Regions from separate parts of the Triticum aestivum genome. Here regions 2 and 3 are each linked to region 1. Evidence: chromatin contacts called from public Hi-C and HiCAR-type data. All regions are on one chromosome and are shown on one strand. Each heading gives the region's core, a stretch centred on a gene start, on an enhancer-like site or on the middle of the called end of the contact. The rest is flanking DNA. Distances are from core to core; before and after follow the strand shown. Region 1 has its middle 18 kb from the start of LOC123147090. Region 2 has its middle 150 kb from the start of LOC123148554. Region 3 holds the start of LOC123147107 (protein TOPLESS-RELATED PROTEIN 2).

Region 1 (2,700 bases), core at 145-2,644:
ATATTAATATGGATCGGAGGGAGTACCATTTTTATTAGCTCGGGAGCCAAAATCCATGTCCTACTCCATCAACAATTTTCTGATAAAAGGTCTCCCTGCAGTGATTTTAACTAAAGCAGTAAAATATGGTTAAAGAATAACAAAGCATCGAAGGCAACTTATTTTGGAAGAAGGAATAAATATACACAAAGGAGTGCAGTGATTCGGTGCCCAGGCTCATCTGCACCCGACCAGAAAAAAATTCGAAACAAATACGAGAAAAATTCAAACACATCCATTTTTTTACCCATGGTAGACAATTTATTGCGTGAGGTTCGCTCCATATATTAGCTCATTTGGACATCGGAGTAACTCTAAGTAAAAAAGACAAATCAGGTCAAAACAGTACGTGAACAACAAACTGTTTTATAGACCCCCGAATTTGTCATTTTTGCCGATAGTTTCTCATTTGTCCAAATCATTTGAAAATTGGGTCGGACCTCATGCACCAAATTGTCTACCATGTATAAAAACACTAGATCGAATTTATTACTCCCTCCTATCCATATTAATACTATAAAGTTGTATTAAGTGTGCGTCTATTAATATGGATCAGAGGGAGTACCATTTTTATTAGCTCGGGAGCCAAAATCAATGTCCTGGTCTATCAACAATTTTCTGATAAAAGGTCTCCGTGCAGTGATTTTAACTAAAGCAGTAAAATGTGGTTAAAGAATAACAAAGCATTGAAGGCGGCTTATTTTGGAAGAAAAAAAATGATTTTTTTAATTTTTTTTTACTATTTGTCTTAAATTTTTGATTCAACACGGGTGTAGATGAACCCGAGCTCAGAAAAGGATTCTCGTACACAAAGCTTTTATACTACTACTAAAAATGCTTCCGACAAAAGAAAACAAAACTGTGTACAACATGATGTGTGGGCTGGGCCGGCCACTCCAACGGCTAGATAGGGAGAGGTGTCCAGATGATGCGAACGGAGGACAGAAACTTTCGACACCATCCACCTATACTAGCAGCTGGATACCATACCACGCTCTCTCAACCACAGCTTCCCTCTCCCTGCAGCGACAGCAAAGAAGCGTACAGGTCCAGGCTTTAAAAAGACCCCCTCCTTTCGCAGCAACTCACTCCCCGACATATCGCGCCTCCCTCTCCACGACACGCTTCCCAGTCTCCCCGCCCTCTGGCCTTGCCGACACGAAACGATCCACAATCCACACGAGATAAATCGCGAGAGACTGCGGCGCTAAGCACGAGACGGGCCGGGCGAGTGGTGGTTGGTCCCCACGCAAAGGACGTCGTCGTCCTCGGCCCACGTTCCTCGGCCCCACCCAGGGCGTGCGGACGGTTCTGCCCCTGCGCTCCTTGCAGTTCGTTGGCCCAGGGGCAGTCCCGTCACTCCGCCGGAGTGTACGTCCGGCCCTGTCACGTCGTGCTCTCTCTCCTCCTGCTGCCTCTGCTCTGCGCAAGAGAGAGAGTGTGTGACAGCGACCGATGGAGAGAGATGGGTGGGAAGAAAAAGAGGAGAGGGAAAGGGATGGGGATGGGGTGCAACGTCACAAGTGATTCGGTTCACTGCTCCCGCGGCAGGTCCGTGCCCCCGTACGCGGCATGTTGCTAAGCTATGGGTACACCAGGTTCGACCTCTACACGTTGGACCTCCCGCGGTGGAAATGTCATGCCTATTTCGATGCAATTATGAAAGGTGTTTAGATAAGGTGCTAACATAAAAAGCCTTAGTTTCTTAAGAGCAATTATTAATAATATAGTCAGCACTTTGGAAAAAATAGCCGACCGCTGGCTGTATAATTAGTGAAATATTTTTCACTTTCTTTCTTTTTGCTAAACTCATCTTACCTACTCCCTCCTTCCATCTATATAGGGCCTAATACGTTTTTCAAGGCTAGCTTTGACCAAATATTAGAGCAATAATATATGACATGCAACTTACACAAAGTACATTGTCAAATTCGTATGTGAAAGGAGTTTTCAATGATATAATTTTCACATTATGCATGTCATGTATTATTAATCTTGTCAATAGTCAAAGGATGTCTTAAAAACGCATTAGGCCCTATATAGATGGAAGGAGGGAGTAGGAGTATGTGTAGAGATTGACTATTGCATAAGAGCTCACTTCCCTTTTTTGACTGCCTCTCTTTTTCGAATAGGCAAAACTGCCATGTAAACTGGCTTATAACCCATTATTGTAATTGTTGTAATCTTCTTTTGTTTAATTGTTTAACAGACAAACTTTTCATGCATAATTATTTTGTCTAGGTTCGCATGTTTGACATCATTTCTTTTTGGATAATCATAGTGCTCTCTCTCCTGTTTAATTGTTTTGCCATGTCGTTTTTAGCCTATATGGTATTTTTACCATATGTACACACTAGAATAGCTAGAAAGAGCCTAAGAGTGCCATACATTGTCATCTAAGTAGAAATGTGATGTAGCATTGTAATTAATAATATGAGAGAGCGTTATAACACATATTAGGGAAACTTTCCATGCATAATTGTCTAAACTTTCCTTTGTTTAATTGTTTAGCCATCAAACTTTTCACGCATAATTCTTTTGTCCAGATTCGCATGTTTGGCATCATTTCTTTCTGGGTCATTATAGTGCCCTCTCTCTCATGTTTAATTGTTTTGTCATGTTTTTTTTGCCTATACGGTATTCTTACCACATGTACACCCT
Region 2 (2,700 bases), core at 159-2,658, 550 kb after region 1:
TGTATGGGTATGGTTCAAGTATGGTTTAAGTATGAAACCGTTCTCAGATTTATTTGCGGCAGAGATGGGCATCATACGGGCAGAGTTTGAAACTGACTCACAATTGCTGGCAGAAGCCCTAGACATTCGGACAGTTGATTCATCACCCTTCGCTGCCGTCATCGGGGATACAAAATACCGGCTCAAACTTTGGTTTTCTAAACATGTAATTAAATTCTGCCGTCGTAGTGCTAATTCAGTTGCTTATGAGTTAGCAAGTCTGGGACGTATGTACCCTGAAAACTATGGGGTCGAGTGAAAGTCTGATGTACCAGCCCAAGTGGATGTTTGTGTGGCAGGTGATATGCCCGAGCACCGTTAAGAAAGCGTTGCTTTGCTTTCAAAAAAAAAAAAGTCCCTCCGTCACACGTCACAGTTTACACGACACGCTTCAATTCTCATGCATTTCCACCACATAGGGATTTTAGACGTGTTTGGTTTAATGCCTAATTAATTAGGACATGATAACTGCAATCAAGCCCACAATTTTCTCTCTATGCCGGTGTGTACGCCGGTGAAATAAATGCATGCATGTGTGTATGTTCAGTGGAAGCACTCTACGTATGTGTGTATGCATTAATTTCTCCAGTAATTAGGTGCCATGGTATAACTCCCGAAACTATTTTCGAGTCCAATCACTAGTTACTTTGGTCCCAGAGATTGTTGAAGCGTGTCATGTATACCGTGATGGAGGGAGTACTAGCGTGTGGATTGATAAATTACAGATATTATCTGTACATTTCTCCACAATTATCGCTTGTCGACTTCCCACGGTGCTTGAGAAAGCAGCAAAGTGCGAACCAACCTCTGGTTGAGATGGTTAGGTGGACAGTGGTATCTCCAACTCACCAGGGTTTAAATCCTAGTGCTCGCATTTATCCTGGATTTATTTCAGAAATTCCGGCGATACACTTTCAATGGGAGAAGACGTTCCCGTCGACTACGAGGCGCCTACGTTGACTTCGTAAAATCTTAAAATAATATGCCGGTTCAGTCTGTCAAAGGTGCTCATAGGGATAGGGTGTGCATGTGTATGTGTGCGTTTATAAATGTGAGTGTATGCACGTTTATATGAGCGCTTGCGTCTGTACTGTGTTAAAAAAAAAGCAGCAAAGCAGCGCCCCAGGCACAGAAGATCTCTCTTCTCACGCATGTGATCCCCACTGCCGCGCAGATACGGACGGCCGCGATCTGAGCCCCACCACCCCAAAAGGACCGTGGATTCCCTTAGGCCTTTTCCTGAAGTGCCCCTCCACGACTTCCGAGACAAACTCCCGATCAGTGGCTCGATACGCAATTACCCACACCCCCCATGCCCTCATCCACTCGAGCTTGCCCGTGCTACAGCCCTGGCGGCGGGGTCCACTAGGAGAACGGTCAAAGCAAGGAGCGGCATGTGATACAGGCAGTGCGTGGCACACGCCACGTGTCGGAACGCCAATGGCACGTGCGACGTGTAGGTGGAAAATTTTCATCCGTCTTTTATTCTGCTTTCCTTTGTGAGAAGCGCGAAATTAATTCGGTGATGGAACCCGACGTATGGATGGGTGGACGCGGTGCTAGCCAGTTGTCAGATAAGCTCCTCTACTTATATAAGGGGAGGTGATATGAGAACCTGTTTATAGCGTGTTAAAGGCTCGGCAGCTCCTCCCCTACTACACCGCAGAGGGAAAGCGACGGATCTGGAAATCCAGAATAATTGCCACCGGGACCTGCCCTGCGCTACACGCACCAAAGACGCCCACACGCTATAGCGTCCTCTTTTTTTTTTCCTTTTCTTCTCGAGAATAGGACACATATCTATTATAAACAACAACTACCGCTGCTAGAATGACCATCGATGTCGCCGCTCCCCTACCGTAGCCAGATTGACCATGCCGATGACACTTGGGATGTATTCGTGCGCGTGCCCTTAAGGACCAATGCTCCCTAAGCCGAATCATGCCATTGAACCATTGAACCGAGGTTGATCCAACACAAAGGTGCGTGTGCCCTTAAGGAGCTCTCCTGGCTGGAGTGATGGACAACACAAAGGTTGTTGTCGCTGGCCCGGGTTCGAGTCTCCTCATTCTCCTATAAGAATAAGACAGGGGGCTTCTTTCCCTCTGTTCTCATTCTTTTTTTAACCCTTAAACCGTTTTGAAGTGACCCACATCAAATCTTGTTGTCATGTACACATGACGAGAAGTTCTAACCTCATCGCTCCCAAAGAGACAACATAAATCTATGTCGAAGCTCTCTCGACTTCGGCCCATTGGACAAACTCAAGGAGGATCAGATTCCGAAAGATTGACTTGAAGATGAACCATCACCATCCATCCGAACGCCGCCCTATGTCAAAATGAAATAACGTAAACTACTGTCCAAAGCCAAGGTATCGAGAAACACCTCCCCTACATCGGTCGTCTAAGTGGCCAATGGAGAGGAAATGGATCCACAAGTTCACCCGCAAAGCTTGAGCCCTCGTTTGGCATGCAAGTATTGGCCATGTTTTTAAAGGATTATCCACGCGGGGCCCATAAGCTCCCAAAAAATTGGAAGGCTATTTGTTACATGGCTTTTCCAACGGCCCAACCCTCCCACCCGCTAATAGAGGCCAAGGTGTCCCGATGTTTCGATGAGATAGCTATCATTTTCTGTGGAAGTTGACTTTGATGATCT
Region 3 (2,703 bases), core at 201-2,700, 830 kb after region 1:
TGCACTGCCAGGCCCTCCCATTCGGAGAGCTAGGCGAGCTCGGATAACTCTATGGTCTTTTTGAGGTCCTTGTCCTCCTCCTCGGTGATCCGGGAGGCCTCGTCAAACACAGGGGCTGGGGTGGTGGTCTGGGAGCACGCGTACGCCTGCGCACAAGGCGGGGACTTGGAGCACGCGCATGAGGGGAAGCACATGCGGTGAAGTATGGCCGACGCCACTCGCCGTGCTCGTCGTGGAACCAAGTGTCCCAGAATGGCGAGGTGACGACGTATGTTGGGTCGCGACAGAGATACTTCGGGAGCTGATCTTGACAGCGATGTATCTCCAGCAGGAGCGCGCGACCAGTGGCCAGAACGGGAGGCACGGGCACCCACTCTGGGTCGAGGTGTCAATTGTCCGGCAGGTGGACGTCAGACCACAACACCAGTGTGGCCTCATCCCAATACTGTTGGCACTGCTCGACGCCGACGTAGATGTTGTCGCGGGCGGCGTCACGGCGAAACTTGCCACACGGTGGCGCGACCCCGAGAACTCAGAGGACGAGCCGACCTCGTTATTGGTCTTCCCTAGGACCCATTTCCACGGCATCTTGGCCGGTGGACGGTGGGGGAAAGCGGTGGCTAGGGTTTGTCGATCATTTGGTCGGTAGAGGTGAGGGAGAAGATCACAAAGTGCACTGGACGACCCTCCACCAGCACGTGTGGCATTAAAAAGAATCAGATGAACGGGGCCAGGGTGGCTGACATGGGGACCCTCCCACACACGTGGGACCCGTGGTGGTGATTCGGCTGCTGACCCACGTGCTTGAGGCAGACACCGAGAGGATGCACAACACGTCTGTCTCGTGTCTGCATGAATGTAAATTTGACTTAAACTTACGGCAGAAATGTGTGTCCATACAAACATGAGACGAACATATTTTGCGTTTGCGGCACCATGCTCAGCCATGATTTTTGGCCTCGCGGCGGATCAAACGGAGATGAAATGATATATATACGAGATGTGATCGATTAAATATAGCATCCTCTCAATATTAGTAGGTGAAACTTATCCATCCATATTTTTTGGCGGTACTTATCCATCCATTATTGTGGTTATATAAGTAAGAAAGATACTACAAAAGTGTAGACGCCTGAAAAGTTGGGTATCCTGTAGCGGGCGCGGCTGCCTCAACCCTGGCTGGCAGGCCCCGTTCAAATTTCGAAACCGCGGATGCGTGAGAGGGAGGGAGAAATGAATGGGTACGACCGTACGAGGAAGGATGCGAGAAATGGTTAACGGAAGTTTACCCCCTACCTGTGGCTGCGGACCTCACGATGGGAGTTACCCAGTTTGCCCCTGTCGCCCGTCCTCGTCAGTGGCTGCCAAGTAAATAGAGGTGCGTGGTCGTGGGCTCTCGTGTAATCTGGCGGGGCCTATATAAGGGGAGACGGGGCGGAGTGGTTATAAAACGCAGCCCCAAAAAACCAAAAGCAGACCAGAAAAATAAATACTCCCTACTCCAAAGAGAGAGAGATAGAGAGACTGGTTTTGGAGAGAGAAAGCGAAGTGGGGAGAGAGAGATAAGAAAAGGCAAACCCCTCCGTCGGCTAGAGCCAAGAGGAGAAGAAGGAAGCAGCAGCAGCTGGCGGCGGCGGCGGCCAAACCCTAGTCTACGTGCTGCGCCGCTGAGGGAGGAGACACGCGTGCGCCATCGGTCGGCGCCAGGAGCTGCAGATCCGCGGCCGGGCCGCCGGAATCGGGGGAGATCCCGCCGGGATGGGTCCGCTTGGGCTGTGACCTCGCTCCCGCCGCCCGTTTCGTCTCAGGGGTTTTCGCCCTGCTAGGGTTCTAAGCTACTCGTTGGTTGTTTGGTGCGGTTTTTTCGAGGGGCGGTTGGGGCCCTGCGCTGGTTTCTACGGAGATTTGGGAGGGGATCTGCCGCCAAGGCGGGAGTCCTCCTTCGTCGTGAGCGCTGGAGACGCAGGGCGGGATCGGGGGAGCCATGTCGTCGCTCAGCAGGGAGCTGGTCTTCCTCATCCTGCAGTTCCTCGACGAGGAAAAGTTCAAGGAGACGGTGCACAAGTAAGTGTCCTCGTCTCGTCTGGTTGATCAAGACAAAGTTTTGGAGCTATCTGGAGTTGTTGAAGCTGTTTTTTTTTTAACCCCCCGTCCATTTTGGTCGCGCAGGTTGGAGCAGGAATCGGGCTTCTACTTCAACATGAAGCACTTCGAGGACCTGGTCCAAGGTGGGGAGTGGGACGAGGTGGAGAGGTACCTCAGCGGCTTCACCAAGGTGGAGGACAACCGCTACTCCATGAAGATATTCTTTGAGATCCGCAAGCAGAAGTACCTTGAAGCCCTCGACAGGTAACTCATATTGAAGCCTCTCCTATCCTGCTCATTTGCTCAGGATCAACAGCGATTTGCAGGCGCTCAACTCAGTTTGCCTTTTGCAGGCATGATCGGGCCAAGGCAGTGGAGATACTCGTCAAGGATTTGAAGGTGTTTGCCTCCTTTAACGAGGAGCTGTTCAAGGAGATAACGCAGCTGCTGACTCTGGATAATTTTAGGTGTGGTGCCAATCGCTTGTTTGGAGCATTTTCGTAGAGCAGAATGCTTGTGCATTGTGCTAATGTGGATGTAATTCTGTCTAAATCACAAACAGGCAAAATGAGCAGCTGTCCAAATACGGGGATACAAAGTCAGCCCGGAATATCATGC

The links. A called contact is a pair of places that touch in the nucleus more often than the background predicts. HiCAR-type assays count read pairs that join an accessible place to other places.
Region 2: a HiCAR-type map of leaf shows a contact between it and region 1, with 7 times the contacts expected there. The contact joins two enhancer-like sites. A contact is called at or near these places in 2 of 5 Hi-C or Micro-C datasets (leaf and an unstated tissue) and 1 of 1 datasets of contacts at active chromatin or transcription factors (leaf).
Region 3: a Hi-C map of leaf shows a contact between it and region 1, with 6 times the contacts expected there. The contact joins the promoter of LOC123147107 here to the enhancer-like site in region 1. A contact is called at or near these places in 4 of 5 Hi-C or Micro-C datasets (leaf and an unstated tissue) and 1 of 1 datasets of contacts at active chromatin or transcription factors (leaf).

What each region holds. Positions count from the first base shown.
Region 1 is chr7A:397,514,822-397,517,521 of IWGSC CS RefSeq v2.1, forward strand. No RefSeq gene overlaps it. Among protein-coding and RNA genes, the nearest start is that of LOC123147090, 18 kb to the left of the region's middle. Within about 2 kb of position 1,395, at least 8 of the 8 cell types and tissues checked have an H3K27ac peak or open chromatin away from gene starts, as enhancers often do. A contact at or near this core is called in leaf, where this site is marked.
Region 2 is chr7A:398,063,858-398,066,557 of IWGSC CS RefSeq v2.1, forward strand. No RefSeq gene overlaps it. Among protein-coding and RNA genes, the nearest start is that of LOC123148554, 150 kb to the left of the region's middle. Within about 2 kb of position 1,409, at least 7 of the 8 cell types and tissues checked have an H3K27ac peak or open chromatin away from gene starts, as enhancers often do. A contact at or near this core is called in leaf, where this site is marked.
Region 3 is chr7A:398,340,871-398,343,573 of IWGSC CS RefSeq v2.1, forward strand. LOC123147107 (protein TOPLESS-RELATED PROTEIN 2) reads left to right here and starts at 1,451. Exons shown (of 25, transcript XR_006473053.1): 1 at 1,451-2,064; 2 at 2,170-2,349; 3 at 2,439-2,552; 4 at 2,648-2,703.